Regions from separate parts of the Zea mays genome. Here regions 2 and 3 are each linked to region 1. A link is a contact called in public Hi-C data. All regions are on one chromosome and are shown on one strand. The core of a region is the stretch at or near the end of the contact, and the rest is flanking DNA. Distances in the headings are between cores, read along the strand shown.

Evidence for each region. A called contact is a pair of places that touch in the nucleus more often than the background predicts.
Region 2: a Hi-C map of leaf shows a contact between it and region 1, with 9 times the contacts expected there. The contact joins the promoter of LOC100273622 here to the promoter of LOC103640507 in region 1. A contact is called at or near these places in 11 of 25 Hi-C or Micro-C datasets (bundle sheath, ear, leaf and 4 more) and 1 of 3 datasets of contacts at active chromatin or transcription factors (leaf).
Region 3: a Hi-C map of bundle sheath shows a contact between it and region 1, with 3 times the contacts expected there. The contact joins the promoter of LOC103640508 here to the promoter of LOC103640507 in region 1. A contact is called at or near these places in 10 of 25 Hi-C or Micro-C datasets (bundle sheath, ear, endosperm and 4 more) and 1 of 3 datasets of contacts at active chromatin or transcription factors (leaf).

The regions. Positions count from the first base shown.
Region 1 is chr1:167,984,918-167,989,532 of Zm-B73-REFERENCE-NAM-5.0, forward strand. LOC103640507 (putative disease resistance protein At5g47280) reads left to right here and starts at 2,329. Exons shown (of 4, transcript XM_008663275.4): 1 at 2,329-3,374. The coding sequence starts at 2,561.
Region 2 is chr1:168,372,512-168,377,126 of Zm-B73-REFERENCE-NAM-5.0, forward strand. LOC100273622 reads left to right here and starts at 2,380. Exons shown (of 9, transcript NM_001148038.1): 1 at 2,380-2,652; 2 at 2,758-2,859; 3 at 2,975-3,020; 4 at 3,122-3,200; 5 at 3,926-4,271; 6 at 4,422-4,615. The coding sequence starts at 2,581.
Region 3 is chr1:168,256,387-168,261,001 of Zm-B73-REFERENCE-NAM-5.0, forward strand. It overlaps LOC103640508 (transcription factor HHO6), which reads right to left and starts at 2,201. Exons shown (of 5, transcript XM_008663279.4): 1 at 1,657-2,201; 2 at 1,336-1,556; 3 at 892-1,186; 4 at 678-754; 5 at 1-544. The coding sequence starts at 1,858. The coding sequence ends at 254.

The sequences.
Region 1 (4,615 bases), core at 1,079-3,578:
AATCCTACAAATGGTTACTTATAAGCTAGACCAACAAGGCAACGTCAATGACTACTATACAAGCAGTCAAGCAGTCATTAGGGGTAAGAGTGCAAGCAAGTAGGGGATGAAAGTGGTCGGGAATAGTCGGAAAAACACCTCTACCGTTTTTATTTTCATATTTATTTTGCGGGACGAAAACGAAAATAGGATATATCAGAAACGAAAACGAATGGGATGAATACGAAAATCGAAACACGATAAAATTCGGTCGGGTAAATGCTGAAATCGAATGGGAACCGATATTTTAGATCGGTAAAATCACACCATAAAACCATATGTTCATAACTTAACAACAAATAAAAAATGGCAAACACAAGTCTTAGATAAAAAGCTCCATAAATCTGTAGCACACATAGTTAACTATAGCACATAAGTTGATTACTTCATTTCTGGATCATGACGAATGGAGTTGTTTCCGAATTACAAATACGGAATACATCACGGGATCATCCCGATTAAAAAGGGGTCCCAGCTAAAGAGTTGGGAAAACAACTCTACAATTTTCGTTTTCGTTTACCGTTTTTACATCATGTTTTTGTTTTTTTAAATCGGGATCGAAAATAATCCGAACAAAACTAATAAAATCAGTTATACGATAACGGTCGATTCTAGATTTTCTCATCCAACTTTTATCCTTATAAGCGAGCCTTTTGGTCCGTTAGATCTGAATTCAATGGCTGCCCGCATGTCGCACGTAGGCCCTATGGTTTATTTAGTGCATGGTATTAAAAAAACGCCAAGAACATGTTTGACCGCATGAAAAACTCTTCACCACCAACAGTGATGAGCAGGTACGTGTACAACTATGTGTACTCGTTTGGCTTCAAAGCTGCTCCCGTAGTTTGTTGAATTTATACTGAAATATACAAGAAGGTACAGGTTTGAAAACAAGGTGCCGGGCTAGAGTTCTGGATATCTCATAAATAATCATAGTCCGTGCAGTGTGATGAATAAATGAATAAAGTTTGGCGGTGCTCATTTAATTGCTCAAATAGCTACGATCGAGTGCTGTGGCTGACGCCCATATAAAAAATCGTCCATACCAGAGATGTACTCAAGCATGCACCCGCCAGCAAGGAAAAAACAATAAATTAAACAACTACCAATGCTTCAGGCATCATCTTCTCAACAACTCAATATTTATTTAATTTTTTCTCGAGTTTAATCATTGCCGTGAGTATTTTGTCATTCATGAAAGGATTATATGAGCTTTTGATCAACTATAAGGGCCTTTTAGGTAAGTGGCTAAATTATAGATTATCTGTATAACACCGACTCCCTTTGTCCACAAGACATTGTCATGGTAATATTTTGTCCTAAGTCAAATAAACTTAAGGTTGACTAATAAATTTGTCCATATTTTTCTCCGAAATAGTGTACTGCAAAAATATGTTCCAGGATAATCTAATAATGTTTATTTGGTAATATAGATATATGTATTTTTTTACATACATATACATAAGTTTAGACAAAAACTTGAATGTTTTGCTCTTTTAAACATGGAATATACAAATAACTACGGTGATTTGATACCCGGTGTCATCGCTAGCGATTTTCATAATGGATGGTCAACCTAATAGTGAGCGATCATGCGAATAAAAGGCCATGTTGGGTGGCTAACAAGGTGGCAACTACCAATCTAATCTTGCAAAGCTAATGTCACCTTGTACCATCTGCTACATGGATTCCCAACCCTACAAAGACTATTTGGCTGTCAAGTGTCAAATGTACTCTCCACGAATCATTAACCAGACAAGGACTCTCTAAGATACATCTCCAAGACTCTCAAGGCGTTGAAATCTTTGATCACATGGGTTTTCATTTCTCCTGTGGTTGAGGTTGAGAGGTTAAGGGAGAGAATGAGGGAGGGGAAGATGCATGTGGACAGTGGACTCCATGCTGGATTTTGCCAACGACTCAGTATGCATGTGAGATGGATGCTAACCTAAGTGTACTATGCAGTTTAATAAAGGGCGTTTGACATGTATAATTCAATCACATTTTATGATGATATAAAAACATGAAGGCACTACTAGTGCCCCTTTTTTCATTCTTTTTCCAAAGTAAACCAAGGTAGCTCAGGTCTACTGGTTAAGTGAGGGAGCTGAGGTTTCATTCTGGTGACCACTAGCGGTGTCGACACGGCGGGATGGCCCCACGTGGGCGCCAGCGGTGTCAGTGACGGAGAGCTCCTCAGATCTGAACTCCAGTGGGCGGCGACCCTTCACCGCGGAGGTTGACCCCCAAACCGCCGTCTCGCACTCTCCCGCCTCCCTATAACTAATCTCCTCCTTTCCACTCCCCGCCGCGCGAAACCACACGCGGCGGCCGCCTCCTCCACCACGCCGATGGCGACCCCTCACTCACCCAGACCCAGCTGAACAACTCCCTCCACCAAGCACACGCAAGCAGGAGAAGGAGCAGGAGCAGGAGCAGGAGCCGAGGGCGGCGACAGAGAATAGAGGTAGAGGAAGGCGATCGACGAGGAGCTCGGTCTCACCTGCTAGCGGCGGCGACCATGGACCGGATGCTGCTCGACCAGCTGGCCGGCGAGGCCCTGCGGGAGGTGCTGCACGCGGTGCAGGGCACCCTGTTCTGCCGCTCCACCGCCGAGCGCCTGCGCCGGAGCGTCGAGCCGCTGCTGCCGCTCGTCCAGGGCCTCGGCCCGCACAGCACCCAGCGCTCCGCGGGGGAGCTCGGCGAGCTCGCGGCGCGGGTCAGGGAGGCGCTCGACCTGGCGCGCCGCGCCGCCGCGTCCCCGCGCTGGAACGTCTACCGCGCCGCGCAGCTGTCGCGCCGGATGGAGGCGGCCGACCGCGGCATCGCGCGCTGGCTGGAGCGCCACGCCCCCGCGCACGTCATCGGCGGCGTGCGCAGGCTCCGCGACGAGGCCGACGCGCGCATCGGTCGCCTCGAGCGCCGCGTCGAGGAGATCGCCGCCGCCACCGCGCAGCCGCCGCCCCCCGCCCTCTCCGTCCCCGTCGCGCCGCCGCCGCACAAGGGCGTGCCCATGCCGATGGAGGCGCCGCTCGCTAAGCCCGCCTTCGTCGCTATGACGAAGGAGGTGCCGCAGCACAAGGGCATGGCTATGTCGGAGCCGGTGCCGGCGAAGGCGGCGCCCGCCAAAGCCGGGGTGATGGCCATGGACATCGCCGACGGACACGAAGACGCGGAGGGGATGGTTGGCGGCGGCGTCAAGGTGGCCAAGGAAAAGGTGAAGGAGATGGTTATGAGCGGCGGCGGCAGCTGGGAGGTGGTCGGGATCTCCGGCATGGGCGGCAGCGGCAAGACCACGCTCGCCATGGAGGTCTTCAGGGATCACAAGGTCCGAGGTAAGCAGAACATCGACCACCAGATCCAAACCTTCTTTTCCTTCAGTTCTTTCCAAATCCTGTGCAAAGGTCGCGTCTTTCACAGGAATCGTCCTGTCCTTCCCTGCAAAAATTGCATCTTCCCCATGAATAGTGGGTGCTAAATTCTCCAAATTGGCGGCATAGCATCGTAGGTGGTTGGTTTGCGTGCGTGTCGTGCAATTAGGTAAAGGCGAGGTTGATGCTTTCGTTTTTCCCCAAACCACATGTTCGGTCAAATTTGGCGCTTTGACCACCAGCTAGTGACAACTGTACTGTTGTGATGGGGTTTCAGATTGCTTTTGTGAATTACCATGCTTGGACTTGAGTAACCTTATCGTGTCGTGTTCATGGACCATGGTGGCTACTTAATCTTAAATCAAGATACGTATCTGCTTAACGAACCGCACATGAGACTAATCAAATCTATTTCACATAGAATAAACCCAATTCAGATCCAAGTAACCTGCTTTTTTGAAGAAAAAAAAATCTGGAGCTGTGCTAATTTTAGGATCTCCTTTCAGTGCAAGGAATTGGGATGACGATGTTGATTTAGACCTAGTTTAGGTACTCTAGTATTGACCATAATCTATATATATTGAGGTGGATTAAGGTGTAACTTAAACTAATTTACACCCCAATCCACTTTAACACATGTGGATTGAGGTCAATACCAGAATACCCCTAATGCCGCAACCCGGGTTTGTAGCTCCATCATCTCTGTTTTCCACCAAAAAACTCATAGTAAACTTAAATTCAATTGTCACAACAACATATATTCAACGATTTTAAGTGACTGCTATCCCAAACCGTAGCTGATCTTAGGGCATGTACAGTGGAGAGACACCAAAACGGTTCTCCAAGCACAGGAGACAACTAAGAGACTCTATTGTACAGTGGAGTGTCTATAAACGTAGTCTATTAATAAATACAAAATTAAATGTATTTGTATAGCATCAGATCGATAGAACAGACGACAAATTCGTACAGTGGGAAGTGAGGCGTCTGTTGCTACTTGGTTTACGAGCCAGAGGCGTCTCTTCACGGAGAGACGGCTCTAAGATTTTTTTGCAAATAACCCCTTAAACACCTTAAGAGCCTCCACATTAAACACCACTGTACATGTCCTTAACTTCATGGTATGCTTTGTGGTCAACATGGTGATTATGGATCTCATCAAAAGCCCATGGCTACATATCTGCTCCCTGTTTGCAAGCTCTCTC
Region 2 (4,615 bases), core at 1,130-3,629, 390 kb after region 1:
CATCTTCTGAGGAATACACCTATATGAGTCAGACTGCTAGTCACAGTCTATGAGATTTGGGTAATCCCTAAATACTCATGAAAGGCACTGAAGTGTGACTTATATGCTTCTAAACAGCGGGAATACCCTTCTGCAGCCTAGTATCAGCAAAGGATTTGAGTGAATCTTATTTCGCACAAAACTGTCAATTCAAGGCATAGTCCATTGTTCAGTTGTGAATAAGTGAAACTCTTATTCTAGATGGATGTTCAACTTAACAGTCTCCATCGAAACACTGGTATATCAAAGGATTGTGATTCTGATACTTCATCATTACAAACCCTAGAGTTTGGTGGGGATTGTTGGATCTTTTATGGGCTTGGCCCATTTATTGAATAAACTCTATGGTGTGTAATGGTGGAGAATACCAATAGTACCACATTGGAAGTCCAAGGGTCTTTTGCCTTGACTTATATGGTGGGATTTATTCCACTTAACTTGAGAAGTCAAGAAATGGACAAGGGCGTGCCACACGCGCACGCGCGCCGCCGCCGCCGCCGGCCGGGCCGGGCCAGGCCGGGCCGGGCGTGGCGTGGCGTGGCGAGGCAGGCAGGCAGGCAGACAGGCAGGCAGGCAGGCGAGCGGGCGTGGTGTGGTTGTGTTAATTTTTAGCACTCACTAACCGCGTACGTCAGCCGAGTGACCCTTCTCCTTCAGCTGCCGACTTATGGCGTGACTCGGCGAGAGCTGGCCGACTCATGGCATAACTCGGCTAGAGCTGGCCGACTCTTGGCGTGACTCGGCGACCTTTCTCCTTCAGCTTCCCTCTGCGAGAGGTTAAATAGAGGAGCACCCCTGTCACTCGGTACACGCGAGAAAACACTTTCAGAACACAGTCCAGCAGCCGAGTGAGGGTATTTCCATCTCGTGACTCTGCGCGCACAGAGAAGCGAGAGGGCAGGTGCCTCCGGAGCCCTTGCCGTTCGAGACCTTGCACGAGGGATCGGCAATTAGGTTTTTGGGGAGCGTCTACGCGACTGCCCAAAGTCTTCTTCCTGCTGACATGACAAGTGAAGTTGGACAAGGATCTAGATCCTCGGAGCGCATGGGAGGGTATGATCAATTCATCTCCTTACTGTTTTTCATTCTGCAAATTATATATGTTCATACCTGCTGTTTTATTTATAGCCATAAATTTATCAAATCTGTTTTGTCGCATTATATCATGACGTGTCTGATGCCTGATCATACTTGTAATATGATAGATCTGTCTGTTTTAATTTTACAGTCATGCTGTTTATGTTGCTATCTGTTTATTTTCAGTTGTTCCATAATAATATATGTTCCATGTTTATATGCTTATTATATTTATATAATTCATATGTTTCATGTTCTCTTGATCCATATTGTTATGGATATATTTGAGATAATGATTTTTATGATTAAACATATTTTATATGTCATCATCATAATGTTAATTTATGGAATTAAAATAATACGGAAAATGCCTATATTTCTAACAGCATCATGCCATCATTCCATCATCATACGATGCACATCATTATTCATAAATATAAAGGGAAAAGAAGGGAAATTGTTCCCCATGTGTACAAGTAAAAAGGATTCTGAAGCCGCTCCCAAAGAAACACAAAGTCAGATCCAGAAAATAAAGGCACATTTAAATTTTTTATCATTCTTTTGCATCGTATATGTTTTCCATTATTTTATACCCTTGTAAAGAGTATATAGAGGAGACAGAAGGGCAAAAAAGGGGACATCATTCTTCCTGAGCAGACATGTGTTTTCCAAGGTATTTTCGACTAAATAAGAATTCGGTTGATAGAACATTTTTTTACAAAGCATAAAAGGAAGGAAATATGTATTTGCTCATTCTGCTCAAACGGTACGTATACTTATTTCAAGCTGCATAAAGAAATATCGCGAGATCTTTACTTATACAGAACATGCATTTCACACAATTGTTCGTATATACAACCGACATATTCTTAAAAGTGTTTTTTACAAAGGCTTCTTAATCTTCGTTCAAAACTTTTTCGACAATTTCATTCAGAGCTTCATCAACAACTTCGTCTATTGCCTTGTGTACCACCTTAAGTTCAGTAAGGACATCTTTCAATTCTAGATCATTTTTAGGATCGTATGGTTCTAGTAGTGGGGGAAGGGCCGCTTTAAAAAAAATTTATATCATAAATCATAGTTAACATGAAGCTAGAACTCATAGAACCAAATAATTCTCCAGCTGCAAAGCTTCTTTGACCTTTTTAGTCGCTTGGACCGATGAGCCTGTAAAGCAAAAATAGAATTGTTAAAAATAGCACTACACAAAAATCTAAGTACAAGATTCAACATTCAGAAAAAAAAACCTCATGCTCAGTCACTCCCCGTCTCACAAAACGCCGCCCTTGGATGAGCCAATCTTCCTCTCGCACGGCCCACTCCTTACCCCCGTCTCACAAAACGCCGCCGCCGCCGTCGACAGCCAACTCCCCGCGCCCCCACCGCCTCCGCGCACCGCCCCACACCTGATTGCGCGTCCAGAGGTATTCAGAGCTCTCTGCTGTGGGAGCAACGAGGGCAGGGATGAGGGAGGTGGTGACGGTGCAGGTCGGCGGTTTCGCGAACTTCGTCGGCTCCCACTTTTGGAACTTCCAGGTGATTAGCTGATCGTTTCCCCGGAAGATCCTTCCTTCCCCGGGTCCTTGCACTCACTGTGCCTGAGCTCGATGACGCCTCGGCAATCTACCTTCTGCTCCGCAGGATGAGCTGCTCGGGCTCGCCGACGACCCCGGCGCCGACCCGGTATTCAGGACCGCCGCGCTCGACATGGACGTCCTGTACCGCGCCGGCGAGACACACCAGGTAGAGAGAGGCTGTCACTCGCTTGGGCACCATCTCCCCCCATCCCCTCCCCCAACTATAGTGGTTTGTTTGGTCATTTCCGTGTTCGTTCACTGACACTGCTCGACTTCTTCAGAGCGTCGCCAGCTACTGCCCTCGCTTGGTATCAGTCGGTTCTCGAGGTAATGGATTGATTTTTGCCATGTTCTTCCTTCTTCATTCTGCGTGCTCATTAGTATTTCTCTGTCGCGGTCGTGAAAATAACATGGTGTGCCATCTGCAGGGTCTCTTGGCTCGTTAAGTTCCTCTGGCACTCTAGGTTCGAGCAGTGCAGCTGCAGATGAGCCCAACATCTTCACATGGCAAGTGATGTTCTAACTCCTATCACTTGTACAATTTAATTCTATGTTCCGTTTTCTCCTTACTAAATGCTTCAAGCGTCATCGATTCTTGGCGTCCCACGTTTGTGAACTGAAGATGATTAGGCAGTAGTTCGGTGTAGTTTGGGTTGTTTTGAGCAATGGGGCTAAAGATACACTAGCTGCAGACTAAAGCTTTACATAGACAAAACCAGTTGCTTGTAAAATTGTACTCTGTTCAAAATCTTGAGTTTTCTATTTATATAACTTTTGCAGTGCAGCTAAATATGTACATTATGACTAGATACATAGTAAATACACTATGACTAGATAGATAGTAGATACATAGTACATACTATGTATCTAGAAAAACCAAAACAGTTTATAATTTGGAAGGGGGAGCATAATGCTGTTGCTGCCAGTGCCAGAAGACACAATTTATCAGTCTTAGCCTCTTAGAATTATAATCCTTGAGTTCTCTAAGGATGCATTGCATACACTCATCTAGAAGCTTGAGAATTGCTTCATGGCATCTGCCTATTGTTGGAAAATCGTCCAACTTTTGCCTTACCATTGCCTGTTGTTGAAAGTGTTGCTTTTGTACTATTGATGCTATGAGATGTATGTTAGTATAGTGGTGATTTAATTCTGAGTGATGAGAGAGCACAAATCCGTAACAGTGTGATAGGATCATGGAATCTTGTGATAACTGGTCTCAGTTGTTGCAGGTCTGGAAAGGTAACAAAATCAGTAGCAAAACCTCATGAGCGAAACTTGTTCCTACAAAGTTTATCTGAAGAAGAACAGAACCCAAGCTCTAGCGATGGCCAAAACAATGCTAGTGTTGAAGATAAGGACCTGGTCGCAAATCTGGAGAATGGAGTCAAATTTTGGACTGATTATTCAAAAGTTCAGTATCACCCTCAGAGCTTATATGAGTTGTATGGATCATGGACAGACTTTGACAGGTTTGATAACTATGGAACTGCAAAGGAGGTGGTTTCAGAATGGTCCCAAATGGAGGAAATGAATGAGAGGCTAAGGTTCTTTGTTGAAGAATGTGACCATATCCAGGTCTTGTCTTTTTTACAGCAAACTATCAATAAACACTCTATTCACACAATGGGCTGTGTTCACTTACATATTTAGTGAATTTATAGAATTTTTCTCTCCTTTTTCGTTGAGGTCTTGACCTTTGAAATTATTGATCTTGATTTACTACAGGGTATCCAGTTTCTTGTGGATGATTCTGGAGGCTTTGCCAGTGTAGCTGCACAGTTTTTGGAGAGTATTGTTGATGATTACACAAATACCCCTGTAATGCTGTATTGTGTGCGGAATCCAGACTCCTATGGGTCTTCCAGAAATCAGTGTGAAACCATCATAAGATCTTTGCATGATGCTGTATCGTTGTCGAA
Region 3 (4,615 bases), core at 951-3,450, 270 kb after region 1:
TGTACAATGGGATGTAAAAAATAACATCTCATCTCATATGCCTCACTCTCGATCAACAACACCAGATCAGTTCATCTTCACCATCACATCCTCCTCCCTCTACCAGAAAAAAAAGGAAGGGGGAAAAATGAAATCATCTCAACGCCTGTACAAAAAATGCCGCCTCTTCCGCAGTTGTCCTCAGTACCATGCCCCACGCCGCACCGTCTTCTATACTGTTGTGAATTGTGATCCCGTCCAAGGACAAGGATCATCAAGACGACGACGCCTTCGTCCCGTGCTGCGGCATCTCCCAGCCGTAGCTCTCCGACCGGCCGCCCTGGGCCTCGTCGCCGGCGTCGCAGCTGTCCCCGGCGGTGGCCGACATGGCCCTGCTCGACACCGCCAGCTGCAGCGGCCCCTGCGGCGACCCGGACTGCGACTGCGACTGCGACGTGCTGTGCTGCGACGTCGTGTACTGCTGCTCCGGCGCCGACGACCACAGCCCGCCCGCGTGCTGGTCGCCGCCGTCCGACGACGCGCGCCGCGTGTGCAGCCTGTATTTCTGCAGCAGGGGCCAGAAAAAATAAAAAGATTATTGAATGGCTGCAGACCTCGAATTGTATGTACTATGTATGTAGCAATCCCAACCAAGAGGAGGAAGAAGAAGATGGTTCAGTCTCTCTGCGTTACGTTACCTGCAGGTGGCTCTTGACCTCGTCGTTGGTGAGCCCGTCCACCTTCATCAGCTCTCTGATCTGCTTCGGCGTGGCGACTGCAGCACGCACCACGGCCACGATTCAGCAAGAGGATGGAGAGACCACCTCAAGAAACAGACACAGCGCACTACAACTACAACGACGGCGGAGCCAGAGGCCCCAGAGCAGGGCGGACAACCGACGGATCCCTTACCTTGCGCGCCGCCGAGCCGCTGCAGGGCGGCGACGAAGCGGCGGTGCAGCCCGGGCGACCAGCACCTCCTCGCCTTCCTCTGCTGCGCATGTTGCCGGCGGTGCGCCCCGGCCGCGTCCGTGACGGCGCTGCTGGCGGCGCTCGGAGAGGCGGCGGCCGCCGGGGACGAGAGGGACAGGTCCGCGACCGGCATGGCGCTGGCGCTGGCTCCGGGCTTACCCGCCGCGTCGCCGGATGGCCTCGCCAGCGTCGGCGCCGGCGGGCTGGCGGCCAGTGCCACGAACGCGCTGGACACCTGGTGTTATTTATGGAAGGGATTCGGGCAGAGCAGGTTGTTTATTAGCCGCGAATTATGCTACGCGAAAACAATTCGTTTTGTTTTATCCTCTTTTTTTTTTAAAAACGGGACGTCTAGTTCTGGCGACTCACGCCCGCGCTCCGTACCTTGTGGGCGGCGGCGGCGGCGCCGTTGGTGTTGGCGGTGCTGTCGTCGTGGCTACCGCAGCTCCAGAGCTGCACGGAGCTCATCCAGCTGCGCTTGTCGTTGGCGTCCGCGTCCGCCAAGACGGCTCCGTCCTTTGCCGGCGGCGGCGGCGCTGGTGGCGCGAAGAGGTCCGACGGGCGGCGGCGGTGCTGCGCGAGCTCCTCCTTGAGCCAGTCGATCACTGCACGGCGAGGGAAGAAGGGAGGCGATGAGGAACGGACAGCTGTCGGTCACGGCGCGCGCGTAGGCGTTGGGGGGACTGGGGAGAAGCAAGCGCGTACCGTCGGCGACGAGGTGGACGCTGATGGGGAGCTCCCGGCGGAAGACCTCCATCTTGGCCTTCTCGGCCTCGAGGCTGCGGACGCAGTCCCGGAAGCGCGCGGCGCGGTCGGCGGCCGAGCAGCGGGACGCGGCCGCGCGCAGCGAGTCGGTGACGGCCCGCGCCGCCACCGCCCGCAGCTGGTCCTCGTTCCCCGCCATCATCGCCGGCACACCGTGCGATCCACCGTGCGCGTACGCTGTCCCGGTTACGCGGGCGAAGGCGGCGGCGGCGGCGGCTGCTGTCTAGTGTCTTCGTGCTGTGCTGTTGGGGAACGAACGGGCGGAGGGAGGGAGGGAGGGGGGAGTCCCGTCGCGTCGTCGGTGGGTTTATACCGGAAGGGGAAGGGGGGAGAAGATGGAGATCCCGGGAGGGCAGAAGGGTCATTTGGCGCGTGGGAGGTGGAGAAAAGATGCCGCTCGGGTTCTGCCTGCGTCTCTGGCTGCTGGACGCGGTGGGTGGGCGGAGACGAGGGGAGCCGAGCAGGGGCGTTTCGTCGCGTAACAGGCAGGCAGGCAGCCAGAAAGAAAGAGGCGCCCGAGTTCGGGAACGGTTGGTGGACGGTCGAGGCAAGCCAAGTGTCGAGTAGACGACATGTGTGGCGGTAAACAGGGAATAAAAAAAGATAATCTTTTTTTTTTTACTGTGAGTGATCTGAGTCGTCCACGTGGCGGTGGATCAGGCATCTAGCAACCAAAAGATTCCGTCTGCTGCCGTAGAGCGGTTGGAAGGAAGGAATTATTGGCGAAGGGATAAGGATTCCATGTGTGTAAGTGGGCCAGAGGTGCGTGCAGTCCGGGTCAGAACGAGATCTCCGTGGGATTTTGTTTTCGCCATCGCTGAAAGGACACGGCAAGGAGACGCAGACTGCAGAGAGATAGAGAGATTCTCCTCGTCCCCTCTCTGGCTCAAAGGGGCAACGCGACGTCACGTTGCCCGAGCTACAAAGATTCTCTCCAGTCCATCCCCGATCACGCTCCTGCTTCAAAGATGCCTGGAAATGCTTCTTCTTCTTTTTTTTTATTTATGATTATCATTGAAGTCGCCCAGCTTCTGCAATCTCGATACAGTATACGAAACCGAGCTGTTTCCGACCTAACATATTGGTAGCAAGTATTTGATATTTCTATTAATAAGGTATTATCTTATATTTTTTCTGCGTTCCAAAGTAGGCTTAATTTTACTCTATCTCTCTATCTTAAAGAAAATATAATTAAATTGTTCACCTGTTTTCATGAGCTTAAGTTTTTTTAATTATGCAGCTCGATATAAGTATAGGTTGAACACATTTGCATCCCCTCACTCTCAATTGTTTTTATAAGAAAGAAGCAAAAAAGCAAAATGCAGCACCGGTGGAGCCTTGGATGGATCTGAGATTCCCCCGACCACCACATGGCTGTCTTTGGACGCAAGAACGGCATCGGAATATTGGTGGAGGCATCAAACATGGTGGCTCCTCGCTCAAAGAGAGAGAGATCGTGTTCACGTGCATGTGTTTGGTTCGACGGATCCAGGCCAGGTTTCTATTCTCCTCGGATCCTTTGCTCTTGCTCCAAGGAGTGTATCTTGCCGTACAAACGAATCTAAAGGCGAGCTTGAAGAGAGAAGGGGTCTTTTTTGTTCCGTGGAGCAAGAGAAAGGGATCAACAGCTCATTCTTCTTTTTTTTCAAAAATAAACTAGTGAACGAAAAATATTCGAAAACAGAATGTAGTAGTTATTTTTGATACATCCATCCTAACATCACTTAGCTAATATATCTAGTATAAGGAATAAAAACAAATCTAGCCACCAACAGTTTCCAATTCGCAGGCTGTTAAATATTTTTAAATTATGCTAATTTAATTTTTTTTTCCTTCTAATTATTACTTGCAACTTTAAATTTGGTTTCATTTGTACGGTGAAGTTAAACTGAAAGCTAGCCCATCTGTTTGGATGGTCTAAGACTAAAACTTATTAGATTCAGATGACAGATAACTACTAGTTTACCGATGAAGTCTCCTGATCGATCGGCTTTTCTACCCAGCTGTGGTACCCACCCGACCTACCCTGGGAAAGTTGAAACGGATGAGGAAGCAGCATGGAATGGAATCACTGAAGAGATAGATTAGGTAGGTGGTGGCGGACCGCGTCTTTTGGTAGAAAGGCGCGAGGGGCCTGCGCACATGCTGCTTTGCTTTCCTCCTGTTGACAGCCAGAGCCCAGAGCCAGCCAGGGTTAAACAAAAGCAGATGCTCAGTGCCAGTGTTCGCCGCGACCCGTTTCTTCTGCATTGTCAACGCGCTCAAAAAAATAAAAACATGATCCATCCATGATGTTTTACTTTTAGTTTTGTTGGTTATAGCCAAGTGCCAGATCCAGCAACAGTAACAGAACTTTTAACTGGTCGATCAGGTACTAGACTGGATGGCCAAGTGAACAGGTACAGCCAAACATTGTTTATAGACTCTAAAGACATAAAGGAAGGGGGGAAAAACAAGATATACTGCATCACCAACATCTATCTATCTGAAATGGCCGGGGATATTTCATCATTGTACTAGGTTATCACTTATCACATGCCGTACAGTTTATGAGAGGCTTGCAATTGCAGCAGCAACATCTATCTATTTATCTGGCTGTCGAGATCCTTATCGTATCTGCAGAGATCCATCCATCCATGGTGGGTTGGGTTGGGTTGCGTTGCAGCCCTGCTGCTAGGCCACTACCAGCAGTAGACGATAACCCATCATCCCATCTCTCCTTTCCTGGTACCGTTAGGCATAGGGATAGCAACGGAGAATTTCTTGTGAATGAATGACTCCCCATCTATGTCCTCGTCGAAGAAAAATTCTCTGTCTTCGTTCCTGCAAACGTTCACGGGAAAATTTTCTCTTATCCCCGTCCTCGTGGGGATATCGTCGAGGAATTTATCCCCAATGG